2 separate regions of the Rattus norvegicus genome follow, and region 1 is linked to region 2. The links are chromatin contacts, called in public Hi-C maps. All regions are on one chromosome and are shown on one strand. Each heading gives the region's core, a stretch centred on a gene start, on an enhancer-like site or on the middle of the called end of the contact. The rest is flanking DNA. Distances are from core to core; before and after follow the strand shown.

Evidence for each region. A called contact is a pair of places that touch in the nucleus more often than the background predicts.
Region 1: a contact with region 2 is called in a Hi-C map of liver, with 2.2 times the contacts expected there. The contact joins two enhancer-like sites. A contact is called at or near these places in 2 of 12 Hi-C or Micro-C datasets (hepatocytes and liver).

What each region holds. Positions count from the first base shown.
Region 1 is chr1:19,028,336-19,032,817 of GRCr8, reverse strand. All of the region lies in intron 1 of Ptprk (protein tyrosine phosphatase, receptor type, K), which reads left to right. Among named protein-coding and RNA genes, the nearest start is that of Ptprk, 26 kb to the left of the region's middle. Within about 2 kb of position 1,982, at least 2 of the 93 cell types and tissues checked have an H3K27ac peak or open chromatin away from gene starts, as enhancers often do. A contact at or near this core is called in liver, where this site is marked.
Region 2 is chr1:18,852,366-18,857,052 of GRCr8, reverse strand. The region is part of intron 3 of Ptprk (protein tyrosine phosphatase, receptor type, K); the gene reads left to right. Among named protein-coding and RNA genes, the nearest start is that of Ptprk, 200 kb to the left of the region's middle. Within about 2 kb of position 1,857, at least 3 of the 93 cell types and tissues checked have an H3K27ac peak or open chromatin away from gene starts, as enhancers often do. A contact at or near this core is called in liver, where this site is marked.

The DNA of each region.
Region 1 (4,482 bases), core at 733-3,232, 180 kb before region 2:
GTAGGTGCATTCTTGTTTTTACTCCGTGTCCTAACTCAAGGGTACGGTAATTCTACTTGCATCTGTAAAGGCAACATGGCTTCACTTCCTAATTCAGAATGCATCTTGAAGGCAGAGAGTTCTGGACAGTGTCAGTCAGAGCCATTTCTCAGCATTTAGATAACTGGGGAGCAGGGATGACTGTGGTCTCCAGAAGCCCCTTAGCCTGGTCTTCCTAAAAGTGCAGAAGGTGCAGAGATACAAATGAGGCAAAAGAAGAACTCTTGGCCAACTGGTGTTTATTGAACTGAGTAAATGATTCTTCCGTGGTCGAAGGAAGCTGGTTAGTGGAAATGGGCAATGAAAGCCAGTGTACTTCCAAGACCGCACATTTCTCCTTATACTTCTCTTTATACGCAGATTTCCATATCTGCAGGTTAGGAAGGTCACCTGTTTGAGGCTACAAATTGATCATAGTTTGAAAGCCGGCAAGCTGGGACTGGAAGCTCTGATTGGATTTGTCCTTTGAACTCTTGATAAGAGGAGTGGGTTAAACACAAATGACAATTACAGGTCCAGGAGATTTATTCAATTCCCACAGTCATGAGCCGTTTTTACATTCTTTAAAACTACAGAGAGAAACAGTTTATCGATTGCAGCTCATTTAGACGTGTTCGTGAGAAACATTCAGTAGGAGACATACATTAATAAACACGTTTCATAACATCAAGTGTATGGTGAGGAAAGAATGTTTATATTATATATATCATATTCATTTACATTTTTCTGCAATTCAGATTTTTTAAACTTGGTTCCCCGGCACCCCAGCCATCTTCCTGCTGTGCCTATGTGACTTTGAGGTATCTGTGTTAGCTGCTTGCCATGGTTCGGGGGAGCAAATGGAGACTCCAACCTTTGAGGTTGCAGCTTTGAGGAGAGGTTGCTTAAACTCAGAGCGAAGTGAAGAGAGCAGGGCTTGCACTGTGCAGATGTATTACTATTCAGAGGACAAAGGGAGGAGTGAGGGAATCAATACAAGGGGCATAAAAGTGACTTCAGTTAGAACAGGAAAGCAAGACTTTTCAAAGTACAACTCCCTTTTTGATGTCTGTTTGATTGAAATGCAACTTTAGGGTTTATTCATTCCAAAACAAGATACAAATATGTATTAAACACGATTCCATTTTCAGTCTTATTTAGGTAGATTTTCTTTCTTGGCCCTGCACATAGCCAGTTGTAATAAAATTAAATTTACTTAAAAAATAACGGTTCATTTTCACGCCACATATTCCCTAAACAACCTGCCACAATCAGACTATTAAGCAGTGTTTTGCTATGGCTTGTATATACATTAAAAACAAACGAAGAGAGCAAATGTCCCCAAACTCTAAGTTAAACCTTAACCTGCCTGTGGAATAGAATCCGGTCATCGCTAACTTTGACAATGGACATTCGGCAATATCATAAATGATTAACCACATACCATTGTGTCTGTGGGAGTGCAGTGGCTTAGAGCTGCCTTGCTATCCGTTTTTCTAGGTGTTATCTTTCTCAGTTTATAACTAACCTCATGTTTGTCCTGGTAGGAGTGGCAACCTTTATTATCTTTCCTCATTCTTCCTGGGGAACGCAGCTTCCACCTTCATGACTTTCTTTGATCAAATGTTTATGTGACACGGAGTCTTCAAAGTGAAGACCCAGTGCCCAAGTAGACCTCCTATTTTGTGCTTAGGTTTGGTGAAAAATGGAGGGTTGTATAGAACCATGATTGGACTGTAAATATTAGTGGTAATGGGCCAAGGCGGCAGCCTGTCTGTCTGATTCTCTGTCCTCTTACTTCCCCCCACTTTGTGTGTGTGTGTGTGTGTGTGTGTGTGTGTGTGTGTGTGTGTGTGTCTGTCTGTCTGTCTGTTTATTTGCATGGCCAAAGTCTAGAGAAGGCTGGCAGGTAACCTGTTCTTTGCCTCCACAGTTTCCTCCTTTGAGACAGGAATTCTAAATGAACCTGGAGCTAGGTTGACAACCGACCAATCTTTATGTCTGCCAGGTGTGTGGCCATGCAGTTTCAAAGTGGGTGCTAAGGATCAAACCCATTTCCTCACACTTATGCAGCAAGGTCGGTTACCAGCGAGCCATCACCATCTCAGTAGCCTCAGGATTCTCCCTGGCACCTCTGAGTGGCCTTCCTTTCACTGGGGACGAGGTAAAACCCATTTTAGAAGATGGGTTTTGTGATATTGTCACAGTGGATGGGGATGGCTTCACACCCCCACACTCTGAAGCTTGACAAGTTTTCTGAAGCATTTTGTCTCCCAGACTCAGCAAACCCAAGTGCTAGGTCTTTGGATCCGAAAAACACTTCAGTCACAGCTAGTATGAGGTGGAGCTTGCATTTATTAAAGACATTTAAAAATGGATTTTACGGACAAAGATTAAGAGGTGCTCAGGGGAAGAATCAGAAATACCCAGGATAGAAATGGGCTTTTCAAAGGTGGATCCTGACAAAGTGTCATAGCACCAGGGACATATTCTTTTGGTGGCTTTCGGAGTACATCTCAAAAGGTTGCAAAGACCTTTTTTTTATTTGATGAATGGAGATGCCTTTGATGAGATTAGAATCTGTTAAGGCAAACACAAGACATTGTGGTACAGGGCTGAGTGCATGACTCCTACGGTGAGCAGGGTTTCTGGTGAAATTCCTGGAGAGCTGAAGTTTCAGTTGGAACAGGAGAAGGGTGGACAGCAGCTGCTCTCCTGCTGAAATCCGTCCTGAGCTTCAGTCAGACCACAGGTGAGGCACGCTGGCTCTCTTTCCCAGGTGCCTGTGCCTTTTCCCGTCTTCCATCCTGCTTCCGTAGATAGACAAGGTGAGATCAGAGAGGTTACGGTCAGCTATTACACAGGCTGGTGGGAGAGTGTCAAATAGTATTTCAAGGCCTTGCGGCCTGTTGCTTTAGAGAGGAGGAGTTCTTTTCAACTGGCCGACTTGAGGAAGGAGACAGCTGGCTGCTGTGGTCTGTTTGGAAAGGATGGGTGAGACACAGAAGGCAGGGGAAGGAAAGAGAGGGCCTGTTTCTGACTCTGCTTTTTGGGCTTTGCAGAGAGCCCTGGTTTACTATGCTCAGCATGGCGCTGTGCTGTGGAGAATCATTTTCTTACACTCTGTGGAATGTTTTACTAACCTCAGAGTTACCCTGTCTCATTTAGCCTTTCCTTGGTGACTGTGATGCCAGGCACCATCAATACGCTCTGATAAGATCTTATCAAGGACATGTTCATTTTCTGTGTTCATAACAAGCTGCTTTACAAAACGAGCATACAGTAATTCCAACAGCTCCATTGGAAAGCGTCTCAGGAGATCACCACTGCCTCACTATTATCTGTGAGACTCCTAATGCTTTTAGAAATCTAGAGGCAGTGTGAGTCAGCTCATATATTTGTTTAGAAGACAGGACGCTTTCTGGGACAGCGATAAGTTGAAAGGCTGCATCTCCTGCTGGTTACAACCAAACTGCAGGAAGTTATATAATTTAAAGATTCTGGTGTTTACATTCTCTAGGACCGACAGGAAAGGATCATTATCGAGATCTTGTCTTAATTTCAAGTATCCTAAGTAATCATTAAGCAGCCCATTTGCCTTACTATTTTGTAATTTAAATTATCATTCTGGAAATATGTATGAAATGATAGTTACACATACAGGGTCTCTATGCAGCCCCAGCTGTTCCATAGCTCCTGTATAGACCAAGCTGGCCTTAGACGCCAAGACAACTCCTCTGACTGTGGAGTGCTGGGATTAAAGGCAGGCCAGCAAGCCCAGCCCACACATAACATTGTGATGCAGACCTTAGGGACAACGTATGTGATAAACCTTAGGTGATTTGCGTGACATCGAATTCTGCAATAAATGTTTTCTGTTGTCTGTTGCTCATTAGTGTATGCCACGACCCTCTTTACTGCATAGACGCTCTTTACTGCATAACCCAACTTTTCCATCTCCGTGTTGAGGAAATTGAATTTTTCCAACAATTACTCTGTTGGAAGCTGAGAGAAGACTTCTTCCTTAGGCGAGCATCTTCTGAGAATGTGGAGGACAATAGCCAGTCATCTGTAAACACACACTGATCCTTTTCAGTGGGATCTGCTCTAGAGAGAATATGGGGCTTTTTCATTTCATTATGTATATACATATTTTTAATATTTACTTTTATTTATGTGTATTTGTCAGTGTGAGCTTGCGTATATATTTATGGGTGTCCACAGAGGCCACAGAACAAAGCCTCAAACCCCCTGGAGCTGGAGTTACATGTTGTCATGAGCTTTCCATCAATGCTGAGAAACCACTAAACTATTCCTTCAGGTCCTCATCATGGCCTTTTTGCCAGGTTCATTCACAGAAATTATAGTTATAGTGAATCAAATTTCTGTAAGGAAACGGAGACACTGGGAAGATGGCTCCATGGATAATATGTGCCACAGAGCAAAGGGCTGGACTTCAGATCC
Region 2 (4,687 bases), core at 608-3,107:
AAAACTACGATTGCCACTTCCTCAGGGGCAATAGTTCAGCAATTGATCCCTCATCTATAGATCCCTGGTTAATTGTTGGTAAACAAAGTTGTGTGCAGGACAAGTGCCGGAAACCACACTGATTACAGTTCAGTGCTAGAACCAGAGTCAGTTAATGCTCATACAATTTTTCTAAAAATTTATTTTTTATTGTCATCTGGTAATATGCCTTTTGACGTGCTGAATGGTTTGTATGGATTCTCTACTCAAGAGTGGAGTAGATGAGGCAAGGTGAATATAGCTGTACACTCTGATGAACTGGATTTTGTTTCCTTGTCAGAAGTACGCATTGGGATGCTATGACCTCCTTAATATTCAACAGGGCTCGGACAGAAAATACACAAACAGAGAAGGTATGGAGAGAAGTCAGAATGAGCATCCTGTGGGTGGGCAGCCGCACAGATGGGGCTCAAGGAGATGACTTTGAAATGGGAGGGGTGAGGGCCTCATGCTGATTCCTCTGGACACTGTCGGTAAGGGTTTCCAAATCCAGGTCTGGAGACGTGTCTGTGTTGATTCTGAATTGGGGCTTGTCATCAGGACCCTGTGATAACAGTGATGCTTTGAAGATCCTCTTGGGGCTGAGTTCAGCAGATCAAAGTGAGTTTAGCCTACGTCAGCAGACACACTTCAGGCACACACTGCTATTCAAACATGTACTTCAGAGCCGCTGTTCTAGAAAGCAGTGACACTTCGCTTAGGCCCACAGAGTAAATAAAGCCAGATAAAGCCTGCCTTCTTTGTGTTAGCTTTCTCTGTCCTTTACCTTGGGTTGCTCTTCTATTTAACTCTGCTCGTAGGGGTGTTCTCTACGCCAGAGATGTCCCCAGCCAGCCCCGTAGTACTTAAACCATTTCATCCCCTTTGGAGTCTGAAGGCCTCTCCCTGAGGCTTCCACTGTGACTCTCTAGACCTAGGTGTTGTTGTGCGACACTTGAGGTCCTGATAAATAGCCAACACCTTTGGATGCTGGCCTGGATGTGGTGGGTTTGGAACCCATCATCTTCTGCTGTCTTCTGTTAGGTAGTTAGTGATTTATTTTTTTTTTTAGGAAGGCAATTGGACTCCATCAGACAGACTTCTCGTATTCCAGTGTGGTTCGTTTAAGAAGTCTTCCTTTGTCACTGGAAGTGCTAAATTTGGTTTATTTCAGCTTCTTCTTTCTGCTGGGACCACTGGGGGACCTTTCCTTATTACAGAAGATAGAGCATGCCCAGATGAGGCGCTTAGGCTCCATCTGTCTGTTAAGTCCTTAATCTTCCACACCTGGGTGGTTTCTAATCTTTTGCTCGCTTTGTGTACCACTGGCTCCAAGAGGGACAATTCTGTGTCTCCTCTGCCAACCAAGTTCCCGTGTGCTAGAAAAGGGCACACTGCTTCCCAGCCAGCCCCAGAAATGGAGGTGGATTCTGTTCCCAAACGGACTCGCTGGATTTAATGCATCCCGGTTAGCAAGTGGCATTCACTTGCCCCGAAACCAGGAGTGCCCTGTTGATTGGCAGCAGGGAGCTCTTGGTTCATGTGGAGAGTTCCATTTTGCAGAGGCACTAGCCTCTGAGAATCGACAGTGTATGGCCTTTATGATACAGTGAAAGGTCTTTTCTGCTTTTCTTATTGCCATTTGTGGCTCAGTTTGGAGCTTTTTGAGTTACTCAGCCTTGGCCCTGAACTGTAAGGGACAGCAATTTTAAATGAGTTTGTAATTCGAGTCTGCCTTGGTCAAGCTTCCTCTTCTTTTTTAAAATAGAATCTAGCAAGCAGAGAGCGGATGGAGCTACGCTAACTGCTGTTTCTCAGCCCTCGCTGGACTAACTTCATTTCCCTGGGCTGTGGTGCCAAGAGGTTAGGCTCAGAATTGACTTTCAGCCTTCGGTCCCACTCAGGTTCGGGGGAGCTCATGTTGCAGAAACAATGCTCTTACATCATGGAAGCCTTCCTGACAAGTCCCAGCACGCAATGAAACCATAGATATTTATCAGCTACCTTCGTGTTCCTGGAAATCAGACTGAAAGAGGCTTAGACCCACTTTCCCTGTTCTTCAGGTCAAAGTTCGACACTCTTGGTGACATAGAGCAAGGCAGAGTTTCTGCCAAACCTAGACAGAGTGACTTTAGGAGAAAAGAACAGAAACAGGTGACAAGCCAGTCATTCACTGGCTCATGCTTTTGAATATTTAACTGACTGTGTGTGATTTCGCCACTTTGGTTTATGGGGCAGAGACCAGTTTTTTTGGTTTTTTTTTTTTTTTTTTTTGCTATTTCTTTAAACATCTAACAGCCACTATTAACCAGAGCTTGAAACAATAAGGTTTAGTGGGTCTTACACCATTATTTGTGATCATATTGCTTAGAATTAGTGAGTTGATCTCATTCTGAGAATGGCAAGTTTCGTAACATAATGGTAATTACTAGTGAAATTCGCATAGAAGAAATTTAAAAAAATACACCAAGATGGGGAAAATTGTCTGGAAATACAAATTAAAGTGACATTTGAACCTTAAAAAGTAAACTAGCCCCACAAACCTTCTTTAATTGCTGACTGTGAGGAAAGCTTCTCTCTTTGTGGGCCACCGAGAGGTTTTTGTGACCTTTCATTTAACAGATGCTGAAAGAGGGTCTTCACTCTTCTCCATGCTCCCACCGTGCTCCGACTGTAGCTGTTGCTTTACCTAGTTGCACTTTATGGCCTTGACTTGGTTTCTCCAGGCTCCAGTACTTTCCAACCTCTTCTTGCTTTTACTGTTGGTTTGGGAGACTCCAATCCACTGAACACCTAGACCCGAGGGGCATCGTGCTCCTCCTAGGAAGAACTGGGTCTTAGACATGGGTCTGGGGATACTGGAATATGGTAGATAGAATGCCTGTCTTATGGACTTGATGAGATTCCATGGGCCTTTCCAGCACCACGTTGACTGGTTTGTAGTGAAAGAATGAGACAGGTCTCTTCAGAGAGACCTTCCTAGGAGAGAGGGTCTAGCACCTCAGAACACTTTTTGTTTTTGTTCCAAGCCCCCACATGGCAGCTAATCGTCGGTAACACTAACTCCAAGGAATCTGCTGCCGTCTTCTGTCCCCTGCATGCTCTGCACACATGTGGAAGTCCTTCCGTGTAGGTAAAACACCAACATGCTCTCTGTGTGTTGTGGGGTATGTGTTTGATACATGTGAGTGGTGCATGCACATACGTCCCTATCTGTGCACACAGATGTGGAGGTCAGAGTAGGACATGAAATATCTTCTCTCTCTCTTGATTGCCCTCTCCCCTTCCGTCATGAGACAGAGTCTCTCATAGAACCATAATCTTGTCTTTAAGTACATGTTCTCTGGCCGGCGATCCATTTATCTTTATAGGAATGGGCCTGGCTTTCTTCCCATCTATACTGGGAATTCAATCAGGTCTTCAGGATTTCAGTGTAAGCATTCCTAACTGCTTATTGGTCTTCCCTGCTCTGGAAAATACATCGTTGTTTGGCAATTCATGCAAAATAGGAAAACTTTTGGTTTGTTTTTGTTTTTTGTTTTGATTCTTTTTTAAAAATTAAAAGGGAAACCCTGTCTCCAACTTGCCCGTTACTTAACTTCATTTCAAACATTAAGTGATCTACATTCAAATGGCTAAGATTATCCAAAGGATAGCTTCTAAAGGGTAGTCCTTCTAGAATCTAAAAAACATGCAGCCACAAAACTCAGTGTGTTTTCAAACTTACGTTTAAGTTTCTTTTGAGACTTTCACCAAGTTGATATCTTAGAAGACACAGAGAGAAAGTTAACATTCTTGTCAATTCTTGAAACCAATTAGCTCTGTTTGCTCTTTTTTTTTGGTTCTTTTTTTCGGAGCTGGGGACCGAACCCAGGACCTTGCGCTTCCTAGGCAAGCGCTCTACCACTGAGCTAAATCCCCAACCCCTGCTTTTTCTTAATAGGGGAGAAGTACCCTCACCCCCATTTACAGGGTTACAAACTTTAACCGGAAGGCTTTGCTGATCCTTCTTCCTCAGTCCCGCTGTCAGAGACCCATTGAGAACAAGGACTATGAGTACAGAGGCTAAACAAGCGAGGAATTGTCTTCTGTTCAACTGTCTCTTAGAAAACCTGGCTGTTTGGTGTATTTTACAATCAAACGACTTTTCTGCTCTCTAGTTTAAAGAGAAAGAATGTTTCCATTGCATACACTGGAGTTACCTGTCCTCTGTGACTTGCAAAGCATGGGGACATAAATAAGTTCCAAAGCCTCTTTGATGCAGGTCTGCTTTCTCTCTGCGATGCATCCAGGGTCAGTGACGTGAGCTGCTCTCCCCGTTTCAGCCTCTGTGTGACTTGGCCCGACTGTGAAGACACACTTCATCCTCAGTAGTTTATCAGTGAGGAGTGGAGAAGCACCTAGGGCTGTACTCTCATTTCTACTGAGTACACCGCAGAAAGTATCAACACACCGCCGGGCAGCGTTCCTGCTCAGAACTGCACACTGTGTTCTGTGGTAATTAGTGTCCTCCAGGGCTGCCCCCTCCCACCTAACTATAGTGAAGCCTTTGTCTTCTTAAGATAAACTTCTCTGTGGTTCCCGTTGTCTCTAGACTTCAAGTAATTATTAAATGGGTGTTGTAATGGAGATAATCAGCCCTTGGAACTACAATCATAATGGAAATCTC